Regions from separate parts of the Mus musculus genome. Here region 2 is linked to region 1. Evidence: chromatin contacts called from public HiChIP or PLAC-seq data. All regions are on one chromosome and are shown on one strand. Each heading gives the region's core, a stretch centred on a gene start, on an enhancer-like site or on the middle of the called end of the contact. The rest is flanking DNA. Distances are from core to core; before and after follow the strand shown.

The links. HiChIP or PLAC-seq counts read pairs in DNA pulled down with a chosen protein or histone mark.
Region 2: a contact with region 1 is called in an H3K27ac HiChIP or PLAC-seq map of extraembryonic endoderm stem cells, with 4 times the contacts expected there. The contact joins two enhancer-like sites.

Annotation. Positions count from the first base shown.
Region 1 is chr5:66,701,888-66,706,252 of GRCm38.p6, reverse strand. No RefSeq gene overlaps it. Among named protein-coding and RNA genes, the nearest start is that of Uchl1os, 28 kb to the right of the region's middle. Within about 2 kb of position 2,387, at least 13 of the 459 cell types and tissues checked have an H3K27ac peak or open chromatin away from gene starts, as enhancers often do. A contact at or near this core is called in extraembryonic endoderm stem cells, where this site is marked.
Region 2 is chr5:67,408,028-67,412,392 of GRCm38.p6, reverse strand. The region is part of intron 2 of Bend4 (BEN domain containing 4); the gene reads left to right. All of the region lies in intron 1 of Gm33345 (a long non-coding RNA gene), which reads right to left. Among named protein-coding and RNA genes, the nearest start is that of Gm33345, 4.7 kb to the right of the region's middle. Within about 2 kb of position 1,767, at least 30 of the 459 cell types and tissues checked have an H3K27ac peak or open chromatin away from gene starts, as enhancers often do. A contact at or near this core is called in extraembryonic endoderm stem cells, where this site is marked.

The DNA.
Region 1 (4,365 bases), core at 1,138-3,637:
TCTTATTAGACAGCATGCTGAAGATGCTCTTGGAGGAAAGGAAGCAAAGGATGCAACAAACAAGCAGAGGTAGCTAAGCAAGAGGGCCCTGGAGCACAGACACCATCAGAGTCAATCCCACCCAGATGCAAGGAGCCACCCTTGTGCCCGTACCAACCAAACACGGGGTGGGGTATTGTTTAGGTGAAGGCAGTTATCCGCAGGAAGGGACAGCTGTGAGCTGTTATCAATCAACACTCACAGCAGCTAGGGGAGGAGATGTGTGGCTGAGCAGACGACAGGTGGGGGGTGGGAGGGGGCAGGAACATCCATCAGCTATAGTTGCAACCTGCTAGCTAATAGCACTTTGCATAGACTGCTAGAGTGAGCTTGCTACAGACAACAATTTTATATAGATAGATAGATAGATAGATAGATAGATAGATAGATAGATAGATAGATAGATAGATATGTATATAGATATATATGTATATAGTTATATATGTATATATGTGTGTAATTATATTAATATAATACACATATCATTTATTATATTATATAATTAATTCTTATCTGTATTATATAATATGTCTTATCTATAATCTTATATCTTATATACTATATATTCTTATCTATATATTATATAATATATACCTTATATATTATATAATTAATTCTTTATATATATGTATATATATATATAATTCTTATCTATCTCAAATCCCTGTTCCTCTCCACTCACGTGGCACTAAGCCTCTGAGTGTCTACTGTTCTAATTGTGTGGTCTCCAGTCAACTGATGTCCACATGGATGGACTAGTGACCTTTGACGGAAGACACAGTGTAACCTCCAAGGATGGGCCTTGCAGAAGAGCTTCAGCCTTTATAGTCTTGGGATGCCCCGCCACTGTGTAAGAAAACACGGTGCCTTTGTGAATGCTGAGCAACTGCAGATAAAGTAAGGACTTGAGACCCCACGGATAACAGGGCCCGGCCCTCTCTCTCAGGGCCGCAGCTGAGTGCAGCCCACAGCAGCCCACAGCTTCTCTTCCAGCTGAAGGGAGAGAGTGCAAGGGAGTCCCAGCAACCCCAGCCAGAAAACTACCCTCTTGACAAAACTGTGAGCAACAATAAATAGATGGGCATGATTGTAAGACTCTGTTAGGGGTCATGCTAGCCTTGAACACATTAAATAGCCCAGGCTGGTTTCTACCACGCAATCCTCCTACCTCAGTTTCCTGATAGCTGCATTACAAATGTCTGCCACCATGCCTGGTTCGTTTGTTGGTTCTAATTTATTTTGAGACAGCATCTCATATATGGTGGAGGAAACTCCTGGTATCAAATGATCCCCCTGCCAGGTATGTGGGACTTTTTCAAGATATGCCGTCATTTTCAGATAAATCTCTGTATCGTGTATGGCCATTTCCCTCCCTCCCTCTTCCCCTATTCATTCTTTCCCCCTCTCTCCTTCTGCCTTTTTCTCGGTGCTGGGGTTCTGCTCCTGGGGTCACCTGCCCTTTGTTCTATGAACTCCTTACTTCCTCACGGTCCATGCCACGTTTGCTTTGTACCTGTCCCCCACCCCCAGAGCAGACGTTCCTTCCATGAGTTAAGTTATGTTTCTTGTTGAATTCCTGCACCTAGCTCTGTGTACTTCCTGCTCCTGGTTGGTTACTTGATTGACTGTGGATCTTTGAGGGCAGGCACCAAGCCTCAGTTCTCCTTCACAGTCACTTTGTGTGGCAGGGACTTACCAAGTCCACATTGAATCGGGTTAAATGACGGGAAGTGGGAATTGGAAAGGTCAGCGAAGGGTAGATGAGAATACTTTTAAAATTCCATAGGAGGGCTGTAGAGATGGCTGAGTGGCTAAGAGAACTGGCTGTTCTTACACAGGACCCAAGTTTGGTTCCCAACAACCACCCAGGTTACAACTCTCTGTAGCTTCAGTTCCAGAGGATCTAGTGACATCTTCTGGTCTCGTTGGACACCAGACATGCATGTGACACACATACAAAATACAGGCAAAGCACACACATAAACTAAATTACATATGGTATAATTTATATAATTATATATTATGTATAGTTATATTAATGGTGTATATGTAATATATAATCTATTGTTATATATTATATATCCATATATTAGGTACCATATAAAGCTGAAAGGGTTAACTTGGTGGCTGTCAGGACTTCTGGGGATAGGAAAATTCTTATATCACTAAACACTTTTAGATTTGTTAGTTCTCAGCCTATCCCTCTCTCTCTCTCTCTTTTCTTGACAAGCGGTAAGTGTTATCTGAGGATGAAGAGAAATTTTCTTCTGATGTGGTTAGAGGACTGATAGCTCAGGCGTTTCTCAGACACCTCCCACAGCAGCCCTGGCGCAGGCTTCAGGCTGGTAGACTGGGTTTGAGTGAGGCCTTGCCAAGACAGACTCCAGACCCACAGGAACTAACCCTTCCAAGTGATTTCCATGTGTCGTCTTATCTGTATGATAAACTAGGGCAGGCAAGCCCGGAGCACACATAGCTCTGCTGCTGGCCCAGGGGCAGGGCTGGGCTTGCTGCTTTTGTTGTTCAGGAAACACAGACCGATTTCCACTTTCAATCACTTATATCAGGGGTGAAGCGAAGATTGTGTCTTGTTCCCAAGCTGTGCCATTAGTGAGCAGGGAGGCTGGATGTGTGTGTGTGTGTGTGTGTGTGTGTGTGTGTAGTCTTCAGTCCCCGAGTATATCACCCTGACTATCCAGAGGGCTTGTTTAAACAAAGACTGCTGAGCCGCACCCCCTACAGTTTCCGATTGCATCTTCAGCAGGTCCCCAGGAGCTACTGCATGGCATGCACAGACACTTTGAGCTCCACTGCTCTCTACCAGAAGGAACTATGTGCCTCTGACTCCCTGGCCCAGGCCTAGCACATAGGAGGTGTTAAATGTCCTTTAAAAAAAATGTTTAAGTTAATTGTCAGTTTTAGAGGAATTATTTTTAAACCATCCTATTGTGAGCCAATAAATGGCAGATTGGGGAGAGAAGTTTAAGGGGGAGGGGAGACTAAGTCTTTCTTGAACTCAGATCTCCTTTATCTCCTGCAGTCAATTCTAATGAAGAGTGTGTTTTGGGGTTTCTAGCAATCAAATAGAATACAGAGATATGAATCATTCAAGTCTTTTCCAGAGAAAGAATCTCGCCTGGAGGCAGCTAGAATTTACTGTAGAAGTTGTGCTTGCCTCGTTTTGGGTGGTAGAAAAACTTCTAAGGACTTAGGTGGAAAGCAGAATTGCCAGCTTGCAGAAATCACACTTAGAGCTTGAGGCTAGCCAAACCAGGCTATGCTCAAGGAACACTAGAACCAGGGTCCAAAACCAAGCACCACTCCCTTGATCTCTCCTCTGGGCCCCTCTCTCTACTTGTTTCTGTTTGTCACTGTCCAGCTTTCTCCATTTAGCAATAGCTGTAAAACAGAGAGACTCAGCTGAGCTTGGAACCGGGCCACATAAGAAAATGGCCTCACAGTGGGTATCAGGCATACAGGTCAAGATGCTGCCTTTGGCCAGAGGAAACTAGTATCGGTGCTGGACATCTTTTTGACTTTCTCTGTGAAATGGATGCAACAAAAACAAAAACCAATAGGCCAGCCCTGGGAAGTAAGTAGGGCTTACAACCAGCAGGACAGAGTGCCAGTGAGTTTGGGGGATACTCAAGAAGCACCCCTATTCCTACAGAGCCCCAGCTCGATATTTCTTCAGATGAGAAAACTACGAATGCAGATGCTTTCTGAACGTAAGCTCAGTGCTTCATAGCCATAAATCCCACAGCCATGGACTCAGCCTACCTGGGACCCCAAGTACTAGAAACAGGGCATTGTGGCACGTACTGCTAATCTCTAATCCCAGCACTCAAGAATATCTGAGTTCAAAGCCTGGTGGGTCACGTGTTTAAACTCTGTCTCAAAAAGGAAAAGAAAATTGTCTGTACCACGTATGTACAAATTTGTCTAGATATAAGACTATTTAGATAACATGGTATCATGCTATGCTGTTTCAAATATGTGAGATGTGTGTATCCCTAGAGCTCGGTTTCCATGGGGACCCTGGAGCCAATCCCTGCAGATGCCAAGGGAGGATAGTGCATCAGGCCTACTTAATTGGAAATGGTCTTTTCAAGGCTATGGTCACAGTTCTCTCAGATCTCTGGATCAGAGGTGCTTTATCTCCATGGTTAGAAACAGAGAATGCTTTGTTTTTATTGTTTCGGGTTTTAATTTGAATTATTTATTTACTTACTTACCTATTTATTTTGAGACAAGGTCTCACTTTGTAGCCTGGGCTGGCCTAGAACTCCCTATATAGACCAGGCTGGCCTCGAACTCAAAGATCTG
Region 2 (4,365 bases), core at 518-3,017, 710 kb before region 1:
AGATTCCACACATAGGCTGGATGAGACGGGCTGGAGAGGGCTCTACAGTGAAGAGCACTCGCCGCTCTTACAGAGGACCCAGATTTGCTTCCCAGCACCCTCGTGGCAGCTCACAAATGTAACTCCTACGTCAAGGGATCTGACTCCCTCCTCTGGCCTGCCTGGGCACCAGGAACACATGTGGTATACATACACTCAGAAAGTAAAAATTACAAGAAAAAAAGAAGATAGACAGTATTGCCCTGTCGTCCCCACCCCCGACCCCCCGCAGTTTACTCACACCTTGGCAGATGGCAAAGCTTTTTTCTTAATACTCCACTGAACACTTGCCTATGCCTGTTTTGTTGTTGTGGGAAAGTCGTGTCTTTCCACGTCACAGTAAACACGGAGTGTGGGTTTCTTCCAAGGTGGTAATTTTGTTTCCTTTGAATGTAGTCCAAGAAGGGGGATTCCGGTCATACAGTAGTGCTGTGCTTAACTTTAGGAACCTCTGTAACCTTTGCACGCGGAGGACAGAAGTCTCCCTTCTCACCCACGGTGGACACCATCACCAGGCTCTGTTATCTTTTGATTTTTTTCATTCCAAGGCATGGAAAGTGGGATCGAGTTTTGTCTTTCTTGTTAATGACTTCGGAATGTGTGTACCACTGTGCTGGCTCTTGCCTGGTTTGTGTGGAAGGGGTGGGGGCAGAGAAGAGAGAGGGGAAGGGTTTATTACTGGCCTGTAGCTCACACTTAGGCTAGGCTGGGGACGTGTAGACAAGCCCCAGGGGACCATCTTTCGTCACCACACGCTGCTGTTTACGTGGGTGCAGGGGCTGGAGCCAGGTCCTAATGTTTGTAAGGAAAACAGTTCATTGACTGAGCTGACTTTCACTGGTAGGAATTTTATAGTTTCTGGTCTTAATTTTAGGTCTTCTCTGTAATTCTTTTTTTTTTTTTTTGGTTTTTCGAGACAGAGTTTCTCTGTGTAGCCTTGGCTGTCCTGGCACTCACTTTGTAGACCAGGCTGGCCTCGAACTCAGAAATCCGCCTGCCTCTGCCTCCCGAGTGCTGGGATTAAAGGCATGCGCCACCACACCCGGCTTCTCTGTAATTCTTATTAGTGATAGTCTATGAATTGGTGGTTGAGTTTTGTGAATGGTGTAAGGTTTTTTGGGGGTTTTTGTTTTTGTTTTTGTTTTGAGCATTCAGTTTCGGGGACTGGAGAGATGGCTCCGAGGTTAGAACACTTGGTGCTCTTGCCCACATCAGCTATCTATTTCATTTCCTCTTACGGACAGGAAGTTGGCATCTAATCCATGGGAGAGCAACAGTAGGAGGAGAGTTGTATAGTCCAAGAGTTCTAACTTGGTGTCCAAGTCGTAACCCTCCACCTGAGGTCAGTGTATTGTCAGCGTAGCTGTATTGAATGGTCACCAAAGAATTAGTTGGCAAACACTGGCATTACTTATAGCAGAAGTACAAAGGACAGGTCCTCCTTCAACTAGTAAGTACGTGACCTTGTTTCTCTTGTGCTTCAGGCACTTGAGCACACAGTGGAGAGCCATTTTAATAGTGAAATCCCAAACAGACATATAGGAAAAACCCTAAATAGACCAGGACAGGGACACTTGTTTCCAGCAGAAGAACAGAAACCAGGCGATCACAGCTGGGACATTTGTCAGGCCACTCAAATTCCAAAGCGCTCTGCACAAGTCTGCAAATGGCTTGTAAAAGTTCCGGTTTGGGGAGTTCCAAGCATACCTTAGCAGGCACGCAGACTTGCAAATACAGAATCCAAGAGTGAGTGGTGACTCACCATGCTGCAGATAAGGAGCTAACCCCCTCAGGTCCCTCAGTGCCATTATCTAAGGGAAATAGGAACAACCAGTTTGGGGTAAATGGACTTTGTATAAACAAAAGCCCCTAAGAGTAGCTGCAGCTGTGGGCTTGTGTTCCTTGATATTGCTGGTGGTGACTGCTGGCAGTAATTTGCCTTCTGAGCCTTCCTTAAAGCAAAGTTAACAATATTATAGGAATATGGAAGTGTTAGATTTAGTAAATCTTCCCATGAACACTTAGTATCCCCTTGAAGAGAAATTGCTCCTGAGGCTAGAGACACGGCTCGGCAGTTAAGACCGCTTGCTTCTCTTCCATAGGAGACCCAGGTTCAGTTCCTAGAATTAACATGGTGGCCCACAGACATCTATAAGTCCAATTCCAGGGGTTCCAGTATCTTCTGGCCTCCACAGGCACACACATGGTGCACACACACACATGCAGGCAATACACGCACATAAAATAAATCTTAAAAGACGAATTAGAGGAAAATTGTTTCTGATATATGTAGGGCATGTCTGTAATTCAAATACCAAAAAGGCCGAGGCAGGAGAGAGTCCAAGACCTTCCTGGGATACATAGGGCAACCCCATCTTAACCAAGAAAGGACAAAAAGAGAGCACAACTGTCGTGTGCCTAGCAATGCAGAGACTTGAAGGATTCTCCAAACTATAAGCGGTGTCTGACTTCAGAAAGAGGAGCCACAGAGCCTCAGATTTGGGTTCCCTTGTCACAGAGAAGTCTTCACTTCCCTGGAGTCTTTTTTGGGGAGATGGGGTACTGTGACTACCCGTATAGCTGAAGGTGACCTTGAACTCCCAATCTTCCTGCCTGCTCCTCACAAGAGCTGAGATTACAGGGCATGCACAGCTGTACTTGGCCCTCCTCCTGAGCATCTTCGAAGACTCAGTCCTCAGGGCCCACAGTTCACCGAGTGCCCAGCCTCACTGGACAGTTGTGACTTCTGGGCAAGCAGATACTTGTCCTAACCCCTGTTCTTTCCACTCCCAAAACATGCTGCCCTCTTCTTGAGAAATTCCTAGGCATTCTTCAGTGTCCAGTTCAGGCAGGGCCCTCTGTGAGAGAGCTTTTGCAGTGTCCCTGCACACACCTGGATACTTCTGTTAAAGTCCTTTTCGAGGCTGGGTTTACCCAGAGTATGCCGTTATCTCCTGATGTCCTGATAAGATGAAGGGTCATATATGGCGCTGGAGGGCAGAAACGAAGCCTATCTTCTTGATGTCTCAGTTTCTGTTGAAACAAGGCATTGTCTTTACCCGAGCTTCAACCATGTGACTGTTGCGAGACTGATACTTATTGCTGATCATTTGATTTAAGTATTTCTGTTCAGGAACTTATTTTATGTTGGAGAGACAATATAATTAGGCTGCTTGAAGACTATTAAACACAACAGATAGCTGGGATTGTCAGCAGTAAAAAAGAGTTCAACATTCCTATAAAATGATTGAGTAATATTTTGAGGAGTTTGAAGTCTTTGGCTAGCTAGGTAGATAAAATAGTGTTTGAGGAGCAGAGATCAACTGATGAAGATTTTAGCTGGGTGTGGTAGCATTAGCCTGCAGTCCCGTCAGTCAGGAAGCCGAGGCAAAAGGATGGTGGGCTCCAGAGAAGCCTGGGCTACGTAGCTGATACATAGTGCCAGTACACTTAAAATGATTAGCTGGAGGACCAGCTTAGCCTTCATATGGGACAAGCAAAACCGTAGTGGTTTCTTTGAAAGAAGAGCCAGATGTGGGAGCTGCCTTACAGGCACTGAGGTGGTGGCCAAGCTACAAGGCCTCTGAGGGAGTTCGCCGGACTGCTACTTGTAAAATCCTGGTAGCGCCCAGGATACATTGCTTCTGTTTCTCATACATTACTGAAGTAATGTTGGTCCTCACAGTAATTGCGTGGCAGGTCATTATACCAGTTTTACAAGCATGATAACAGAAGCTCAGAGAGGTTGAGTAACTTGCCCAGGGCCACGTAAGGAATGTCAGAGTCAGCTCCTAGCCAGCAGTGACTGTAGAACTGCTAGTCTATATTTAGCTGTTTTCCCTACCGAAGTAAAGCAGCCTTAGAGACTAGGGGTGGAGAGGGAGTCTCTTTGCTGTTGTCCCAGATCTTCCTGTTGCTACCTTTTCCTCTCTCAGATTATGTGATGGGTGAATGGTGCCATATTGTTCCTTAGAGGGAGAAAGGCTAGCAACATCCGGATGGGGCCGGGCACGGGATACATCTTGGATTCTTTTGTGAGCCTCTTTTCTTTCTCACTGGTTTTATGGAACAAGCTTTTACCTTGAACTTGGAGGGGTCCTTTCCTCACTTCCCAAGTTCTGGCATGACAGATGTGTGCCACCATACACAGTCTCTCCTTTCAGCAAAAGCTTCTATATCTCTCTTCCTCGTTTATTTTCTCACTTAGTCAGCAGAACGAGCAAGGGCACAAAGGAACCCTGCCCAGTGGGTCACTGGCTCTTCATCAGCCAGAGCAGTTTGCTCAAATGCTCATTATGCCCAAGGATACAGTTCTGTTTAAGGCCT